Regions from separate parts of the Lactuca sativa genome. Here region 1 is linked to region 2. The links are chromatin contacts, called in public Hi-C maps. All regions are on one chromosome and are shown on one strand. The core of a region is the stretch at or near the end of the contact, and the rest is flanking DNA. Distances in the headings are between cores, read along the strand shown. Region 1 holds the start of LOC111876578 (ribonucleoside-diphosphate reductase small chain A). Region 2 holds the start of LOC111876581 (mediator of RNA polymerase II transcription subunit 33A).

Region 1 (4,383 bases), core at 1,227-3,726, 520 kb before region 2:
ACTTGTAAACAAGACCAGTTTGGACCCTATCAGGTATATGTAGGATGCTAGCTGTCTTTGTGATGCTTGTATAGAAGACTAGGAGGTGACACTTGGCACTTGTTTGTAAGACCCGGGTTTTGGCCCTTGGCATGGCCAGGAAAGACCATGATGTGGCCCACGACATGTTAATGATTGTAAGAATATGGTTGGTGCATAGCATTCCATATCTTATGTATGGTATGTGGTATTTTGGGGAACTCACTAAGCTTTATGCTTATGGTTTTGTGGTTTAAACATTTTCAGGTACTTCTAGTTCCAAAGGGAAGGGCGCGGCTTGACTACACAACATCCCCTGATGGCTTTTCCGCACTGGTTATATTTGTTTTACTCTGATGTTTGGAAAATACAATTCACTCTGATTGGTTTTAGAACAAATGGTTGTATGGAGTTAATGGTTTAAAATGAAAATTTTTAGTTTCGGCAGCTCGAGTGTGAGATTTGTCTGTCTATGGATCGAGGTGAGTCTTCTCACTATACTATGTAAGATGATAGCTATATTTGTGACTCTTGCATTGTATGATGGTATAGGCTTATTTATTGATATATCGGGCTTAGCCCATTTGTATGTTAGGTTGAGCCTATTAATATATAGGGATGGGCCCATTGGTATCAAGGGTTGGGCCCCATATTATGGGTTAGGGCTAATGTGGGGATTGGGCCCGTTGATATGTATGTTATTCGATATTTATAGGAACTCACTAAGTTTTGCTAGTGTTGGGTGTGAACCACTAGTGGCATGAAATTTTTGATGCTTGCTGTCAAGGCTTCAACAACACAGGGATTTACATTTATTACTAAATAACAATCAATGTATGTTTCTCTTAACCCTATTTGTATTTTTGAAAATATGCTAGTATTCTAGGGTTTCTATTTTGTTGTTCAAAGTTGTATGTTTAATTAGAGAAAACATAAATCAAGTATTAAGATTGCATGAATACATAAGATTTATATGTTTTGCATAATACCCATCAATTCCATCTATGAAAAATCACTTAAATGATGTTTAGATGTGAAAGAATTCTCATATCTTTGTTTTTTTCATTTACCTTCCATTTTTGTGCGACTTATTCTTCAAGTTTGTGTCTAGGGTTTCAATCCAACATCTGAAGAACTGTGGAATGTCGTTGCTACTGAGTAATACAACATAAACTTGGATGGGTTAAGGGCCAGTGGCATACGCAAGACGTAATCCTATGGGTAGCACACCATAATTTTTAGATTATGCCGGAAAATTCGTAAAAATCTACAATTTGATTGAAATTTTGAGGTGTAATGTCGGCTAACCCTGCAACCCTAGGTCCAACGATGTTTGGTGTTGTTTCTGATCCAACAGGCTTAAACTTGGGTGGTTGTAGAGGTGGACAAACATATACCAAGGTGGGTCCTATGATGCACCTAATTTTTTAATTTTAATTAACATTTATACAAGATAAAATTTAGTATGTACCTTGAAAAAAATTATGTTCTATACAAAATATGAAACAAATAAATACAGAGCTTTTGACAAAGTTCTGTCAAAAGTCCTTAAGTTTAGAAGATTTTGTCAGTTTTGCCTTTAGGAGTTTGCTGGGGATGAGCATATGGACCGGGGAACTGGCCGGAACCGGTACCGGAGATGTAATTGGTCGGGCCGAGACCGTGACGATATTCTTGTGGATTTTTGGAACCAGAAACCGGCAAAAACCGGAACCGTATGTTGCTATTTCTCGAGGACCGGTTCCAATATTTGAAGACATGACAAGAACCGGTAGGAACCGGAACCGATAGAACCGGCGATCCGGTTCGGTTCCTATTTCCCAACATTTCCGGTTAGGACTGGTTCCAACTATGTCGGTTCCTTTGCTCGGCAGTTTGCCATTTAATAAAAAAAACGTTTTTTTGAATTAAGTCACGTATGGACGTACAAGTAACGTGTTTTCAATTTAAGTCACAAATGCTTTAGATAATGAGGCCCACTTTAGATAACCCAAACTTTTCTATCAATGTTGACTTTTATAACTTGAAGCGGCTTATGCGTGACGAAAGTATGTAGGGTTAAATCAGTATAAACGTTTCTTTTTTTCCTGTACAGGGTTAAATTAGCATAAACCTAATTCCTTATCTATTCAAATATACATAAATTTTACCTAATTAAGCTTCTTTGTGAACTATGACATCAAACCAATTATCGGTAAAAAAATTACATAGGCTTGAAAAAGATCACGGGTTCGGGGTCCTTTACATATGCATCTATTATATCCGTGAATCTAGAATATACCCATACGGTCATACCCAGATTACTCATAGTGTATAGATCATTTTTGTAACTATTTTATTTTTAGGGGTAATATGTACACTGAATAAAAGATGAGGGGTAATTTATGTTACTTAGAACTACAGAGAAAAATCTCACCCAAAACGGTTTGTCAATATACCAGCGAAAACGAACGAAATAATAAAGAAAAAAACCGTCAAATTGTGCAACTTATCTGAAGGGTTTTTGTAGGGTTTTCAACTTTTCATACCTATTTACCAGATATTACACACAGTTATCCAGAACAGAGATAGCAAAATGGGTTCTCTGAAGAATGAAACAGAGCACTTCAAAGGAGAAGAAGAAGAAGAACCAATTTTAATGGAGCAAAACCAGAGATTTTGTATGTTTCCTGTTAAATACCATCAACTTTGGGAGATGTACAAGAAAGCACAAGCTAGTATTTGGACAGGTAATGCTTATCAACTCGAATTTTATCAATCCTTTACAATTCTTTTATGCAATTCAAGAAATTCTATAAATTCGGTGTTTCTTCTTGCTTTGAATTATAAAAAGTAATTCTCTTTGTTTCTTGGTACTTTAATTTCATAATTCGGGTGCTTTTCTTGCTTTAAATCGTTCCTCTTATTACGATTGTATGATGTCTTCCTGTTATACTGGTTTTCAATATATAAATCATGTTAATCTACATAAAAAACGTACATAGATGATCAAATAAAGAACAACAACCATATAAATTTGAATTTTGGAGAGACTAACTTTATTATTTTGAAATGAAAGAAAACCCAAATTTGTCCACACTAGAAATAGATATCAAATTATGTCAAAAAGACTGAAACAGATGTCTCAAATAAAATTCGGTCTTCCATTGTAATCTAAAAATTCATAAACTATGAATCCTAAAATGATGTAATTTTCTATTAAAATTATTAGTACTATTTTTTATTTTGGATCTAAATGGATGTAATTTTCTTTTATATGTATATACATTAATGATTCTTTTTGTATATTTGATGGGTTTAGCTGAGGAGGTTGATCTCTCTTTAGACATACAACAATGGCAAAAGTTGACTGAATCAGAAAAGCAGTTCATAAGTCATATCTTAGCCTTTTTTGCTGCATCAGATGGAATTGTTTTGGAAAATCTGGCTGCAAGATTTTTAAACGACATTCAGATACCTGAGGTAATGTAATGCTTTTTTCACTTAGTGGAATAAATGAATTGTCTCAATATGAAAAAAAGAAATGTCCATTTTACCCTTTTGTGTAGAAGTGATGCAGAATAAAATGATGTCTTAATGGATAACATGAAGTCCATCTGTTTTTATTAAGTCGAAAAGAAGCACCACTATATAATCATATCCCCATTTAGTTTGTTAAGCCAAAAAGAAACAACACCTTAATCTGGTTAGTTATATAAAGGTGTTTCGATTTGACTTAATACAGAAAGAACGGCTTAACAGAAAAAGTATTTAAAATGAAGTTTTATCCACTATGTCTTAACTATTAACAAATTTTCAAATTTTCCCTCAGTTTTTCCTCCTTAATTTCTCTTAGTGTGCCTTTATTTTCTCAAATGTTTTTTTTTTTCAAATATTTTTTTTGAATTGTGGGATTTGTTGGATTTGGGACTAATTTGAGATGTTGTGTTGTTCTTTTTGATAGGCTCGTGCATTTTACGGATTTCAAATTGCAATGGAGAATGTACATTCAGGTGAGTCTCTTTAAGCTTCGAAGTTTAGTTAATATAAAATATTTTTTTGCTTAATATATCTATCTCATTGATTTTTAATACGATTTTGTAGAGATGTATAGCTTGCTATTAGAAACATTAATCAAGGATCCCAAGGAAAAATACAGATTGTTTAATGCAATTGAAAACATTCCTTGTGTTGCAAGAAAAGCCAATTGGGCTTTGAATTGGATTAAAAGGTAATCTCCTTGTTTAATGCAATTGAAAAACATTTCTTGTGTTGCAAGCAAGCCTGACATCACCTTTCTTGTGATTTACCTTCCCATATTGGTTGTGGGAAAGGTTGGTGGGGATCTGGGGTGGCCCCCACCAATGTCCTACCGCCAACATGGGA
Region 2 (4,752 bases), core at 480-2,979:
GATTAAATTATCAAATTCACACATTAACAGAAAAAAAACCAAAATATAATAGATATCTACAACAAATGCAAGTAGAAAAACATAATATCAACTTAAAACTTTTAATTCATAGTTAAATACATAAAATTCACTGTTTAATACCCAAAAAAAATATGCATTCAAAAGCATATTTTCAACTAAAAAATTTAATACAATCAATTCACAGTTTAATACAACTAATTCATAGTTAAATATACAAAACTCACAGCTTAATATAGTCAATTTACAGTTTAAACAACAAATTCACAGCTTAATGCATTCAATTCGCAATTTTAAACACAAATATCACAGCTAAATACACAAACTTCATAATTTAATATACAAAAAATATGCATTCACAACTTAATTCACTGCTTAATGACTTACCAAATTTCATTGAGGCATTTCATCAAACACCTTGTGTGCATCTTTTTATCAGAACTCCCTTTGTAAACACAATCAATGTAAACATCATACACACACCAGATCTAACCTGAAAATGGACAAAAACATCATATCAGATGTCGATTTGGTGGTGTTTTGACCAAAAATAAGAGAGACAGAGATGAAAACGAGTAATAGAAGGGAAGGAGGTGACACATAACAGATCTGGAGGTGTAAATCATAGATTTCTAAGCGAAAATCAGAGATATGTCGTCAAAGATCATAGATCTACAGCTGGAGATCATAGATTTATAAAGAATCAACACAAATCTGATGAATACGAAAGCTTTTGGAGGTCGAAGACACGTATCAATGGTAGGCGGAGGTGGTGGTGCACCAGATCTGAACAATTTTGGTGGTGTTTCAAGGAGATTGAGAAAAAAAAAAGGCGGATGGAGATGTGTCACCAGAGCAACGTCGTAAGAGTGGTACGCTTGCGGTGGTTGACGTTGTTTCCGCCGGAGGTAGATCGTGGTGGTTGGTGGCGACACCGGAGGTGGTGGTGGCGTGGGAAAGCCACCAGAGGTGTGATGGAAAGGAAGAAATCTTTGGTGAGAGAGAGAAATAAAGTTTTGTAGATATAATGGTTTGATCTGGTATTTTAAGTTTCAGATGTAATAATAATGTTTGTGAAAATGGGCTTAGACTTCATATTATTTACAACCTTGCCATTCTGTGTTTTGACAAGACTTTCCCCTAATTACTTGGTTCTTAGGTTCTTAATCTTTTTTGATTCTCATTTGAACTTTTACATATATATATATATATATATATATATATATATATATATATATATATATATATATATATATATATATATATATATATATATATATATATATGATAATTATGCCACCAAAAACGGCTGATAACATGTTGTAATCAATTTAAATGCTCATAAATGGTTATAAATATTGTTTTAAAAAAACTTAACTGAATCTATTAATATTACAAATATTATGATTGATTATGTTAATAAAAACAAAAATTAACTTATCAAGGTAGTTACATTTTCGTTTTGTTTAAATCTGAGTAACTTCGTTTTTTCTCTACACATCTAATAACGAATTTATTGGAAATGTTACATATGATTAGTATGACTTGTAATTTGCTACGGTCCATCATAATTATTATATATAAATACTTCCAAAAATTTGGTTAAAAATGAATTTACCAAAAAGGCTAACAAAATGAAAAAATAAACTCTTTTTAGAGGTAGCGTCTAAAAGATGAAGCCACCATATATTTCTGTTAAAAGGCCATTTTCAGTTGCCCATTTAAAATTCTGATATTCAAGTACTATTGTCTGCCACCACTCCCTCACTTCCGTGTGCCCATCCACCCACGCCTTCACCATTGACTTCCAAAATTCATACCATTTTACACACATCAAACCCACCCAACAAACTCTCCCTTTCCACTTTCCAAGCTTCTCTAAGCAACATATGCGGTTTTAATGGCGGTGTCCTTAGGGACCTTCAGTTATAATAACAGGCTATGGGACTCTGTCCTTGATTTAACGAAGAAATCTCAGGATAAAGGCAGTGATCCGTTGATATGGGCGATTCACCTTTCATCCCAATTAAACTCGGCTGGTGTCTCTCTTCCTTCCACAGATTTAGCAGACCTTTTAGTTTCTCACATTTGTTGGGAGAACAACAATCCGATTTCATGGAAGTTTCTGGAAAAGGCGTTGATCTTCAACATCGTTCCTCCTTTACTTGTTCTCGCTCTTCTATCTACCAGGTTTCTTCATATTGACTTAATTCCCTTCACAACCTGATTTCTAAAACAGAATTTCGATTCTCCAAAGGTTTATCGATGATGGTGTTTTGAATCTCTTCTCATCATTCATGGTTTTCTAGTTTGATTTTGGTTGCTTGATTTCAACTTTCAACATTGTGATTATCATCAGCTTGATCCTGATTTGTTCGAATTTAGTAGTGTGGGTCCCTCATGGAATCAATCCAACTGGCTGACTGATTCCACGAATCCAAAATTTCAGTATTTTTTAAATCATTTTCACGCGTTCTTGAGATCATTTGAAGTTGAAGTTGATTTCACACTCACAATGGCCTCACATATATTTTTTTGACCAGAATTTCTGGGATTCTTTATTGAATTAGACAAAATTAATAAAGGATCTGTGTCGTTTTGTCTGTTTTTTACATGTGGGGTTCTTATGTTCATCAAGTATAATTAATTGCACTTTGAAATTTTGCTTACTTCACTTTCCCAAATTGGAAAAAGCAAATCATAGTACGATTATATTTGTAATAAATATGGACTAAATTTTCACATGCCATTAGCTTTATCCTGTTTTGTTAATTTGATCCATTTATGCGAGAATTAGGGCTCAATGTTCTTGATACATCAGATTGAACTACTTGACTAAATACTGTTTAAATTGAACAGGGTTATTCCTATGCGACGTGATCAACCAGCAGCATTTCGACTGTATATGGAACTCCTTAAACGACATGCTTTTAAGCTCAAATCACATGTAGAATTTCAAAATTATGAAGTGTAAGCTTTCTCCCTTAATTCCCTCTATATCTCATCATCTCTTTTACAATATGTGTTCTACTTGTCATTATTGAGAATTTATGTTTTAAATATTAGTCTAAATGCATGAAATAGCAATATCATTGAGTAGATTTTTCAAAATACAATGATATAACAAACAAATCAAGTAAATTACATTACTATGTAATAACCTACTAACTTGTTGATGCAGGATCATGAATTCAATAGACAATGTTCTCCATCTTTCTCAGATATTTGGTATGCAAGTGAAAGTGAATGATTCTGGGAGTTTGCTACTTGAGTTCATCTTTTCGGTTGTTTGGCAGTTAGTAGAGGCAGCATTAGGAGATGAAGGGTTGTTGGAGGAAAGAAAATTTAGATGGAATGTAGCTCAAGATATGGAATTAGAAGTAGGTTATGATGGAAAGAGGAATGAGTATCATGAGATGTTACAAAGTAGAAATACTATAATGGCTATTGAACTCATTGGACTTTTCCTTCAAAACAAAGTAACTTCAAGGATTCTTCTTTTGGCACGCCGAAACATGTTAGAACATATTTCCTTCAACACTTTTTATTTAAACATTTTTTTTTAAAAGAAAAACTCGAAACAAGTCGAAAGATTTAGGCCTTGTTTATCACAACTGACATGATATGACATTGAGAGTTTGAGACTGATGTGAATGAGACAAAATTTCTACTCTTTTGCCCAACCCAAAAAGATGGGACATGGACTTGTCCTTTGTTATCTTATCTGTGCAAAAGACAAGAATACCCTCCTCTCTTCATTATTGAAAATAGCCCTAGAAAGCTTGTTTAGTCACATCAAGTCCCAAGATTCATTTGATTGATGGTATTGATTTGGGTCCACAAGTTTCATTCGATTTGTGATTTTTGAAGGGTATTTTAGGTATTTGATGAATAGTTAAACATTTTTCTTAAAACCATGAATGTTTTACTCAGGCCAACACATTGGAGAAGTTTTATCCAAGATATAGAGGTTCTTGTTGTAAATTCTTCATCACTAAGAAATTCAAAGGTGATTACACCAGAAATTCTTCTTCAATTAATATCAGATGATCGAAAAGTTGTGTCAGAGGAAAATAAATCAAGTTACTTGCAAGAAATCCACACAGTAATGTCTTCATCTGCTGGTCTTTCTCATAAAATCAGTGGTTCTTCTTTATGGATTCCTCTTGATCTTGTTCTTGAAGATGCAATGGATGGATCACAAGTTGACACAACAAGTTCCATTGAAATCGTTACACGTAATTCCCTTTTTTTTAGTTTTTTTTTTCCACTCCCTTTACACAGGACATGACACAATAGGTTGTACTGTGTTTGATATGCATTGGACTGGGAGTGAGACAGGTGTCAATGGGACAAAAATTGCAATTATTTGTTCCACTCAAAAAAGTTAAACAAGGTGTGACAATGACTTGTTATAGTTCTCTTGTTAATAGCCCTAAAAAGCTTGTACGATGTAAAAGATGTAAATGCCCTTCTTATCTGTATCTTCTCTTGTAGGTATTGTAAAAGCTCTTCACGCCTTAAATGGCAACACTTGGCATGAGATTTTTCTTGGTCTTTGGATGGCAGCTCTTCGTCTTGTTCAAAGGGTTTGGATTCTCATCAATTTAGTCTATAATAATATAATTAATTTCTTTTTCATCATGAAAACTCAAAAATATTAATTGATTTTGTACATTATCTTATTTTATTTCAGGAAAGAGATCCCATTGAGGGTCCTATGCCTCGTCTGGA

What was found. A called contact is a pair of places that touch in the nucleus more often than the background predicts.
Region 1: a contact with region 2 is called in a Hi-C map of bud, with 8 times the contacts expected there. The contact joins the promoter of LOC111876578 here to the promoter of LOC111876581 in region 2. A contact is called at or near these places in 4 of 4 Hi-C or Micro-C datasets (bud, leaf and seed).

What each region holds. Positions count from the first base shown.
Region 1 is chr5:196,522,580-196,526,962 of Lsat_Salinas_v11, reverse strand. It overlaps LOC111876578 (ribonucleoside-diphosphate reductase small chain A), which reads left to right and starts at 2,476. Exons shown (of 9, transcript XM_023873132.2): 1 at 2,476-2,747; 2 at 3,320-3,480; 3 at 3,962-4,010; 4 at 4,102-4,228. The coding sequence starts at 2,594.
Region 2 is chr5:195,999,457-196,004,208 of Lsat_Salinas_v11, reverse strand. LOC111876581 (mediator of RNA polymerase II transcription subunit 33A) reads left to right here and starts at 1,729. Exons shown (of 12, transcript XM_023873133.3): 1 at 1,729-2,208; 2 at 2,878-2,988; 3 at 3,200-3,535; 4 at 3,952-4,256; 5 at 4,516-4,607; 6 at 4,715-4,752. The coding sequence starts at 1,919. It overlaps LOC111876610 (a long non-coding RNA gene), which reads right to left and starts at 1,013. Exons shown (of 3, transcript XR_002845062.3): 1 at 624-1,013; 2 at 406-511.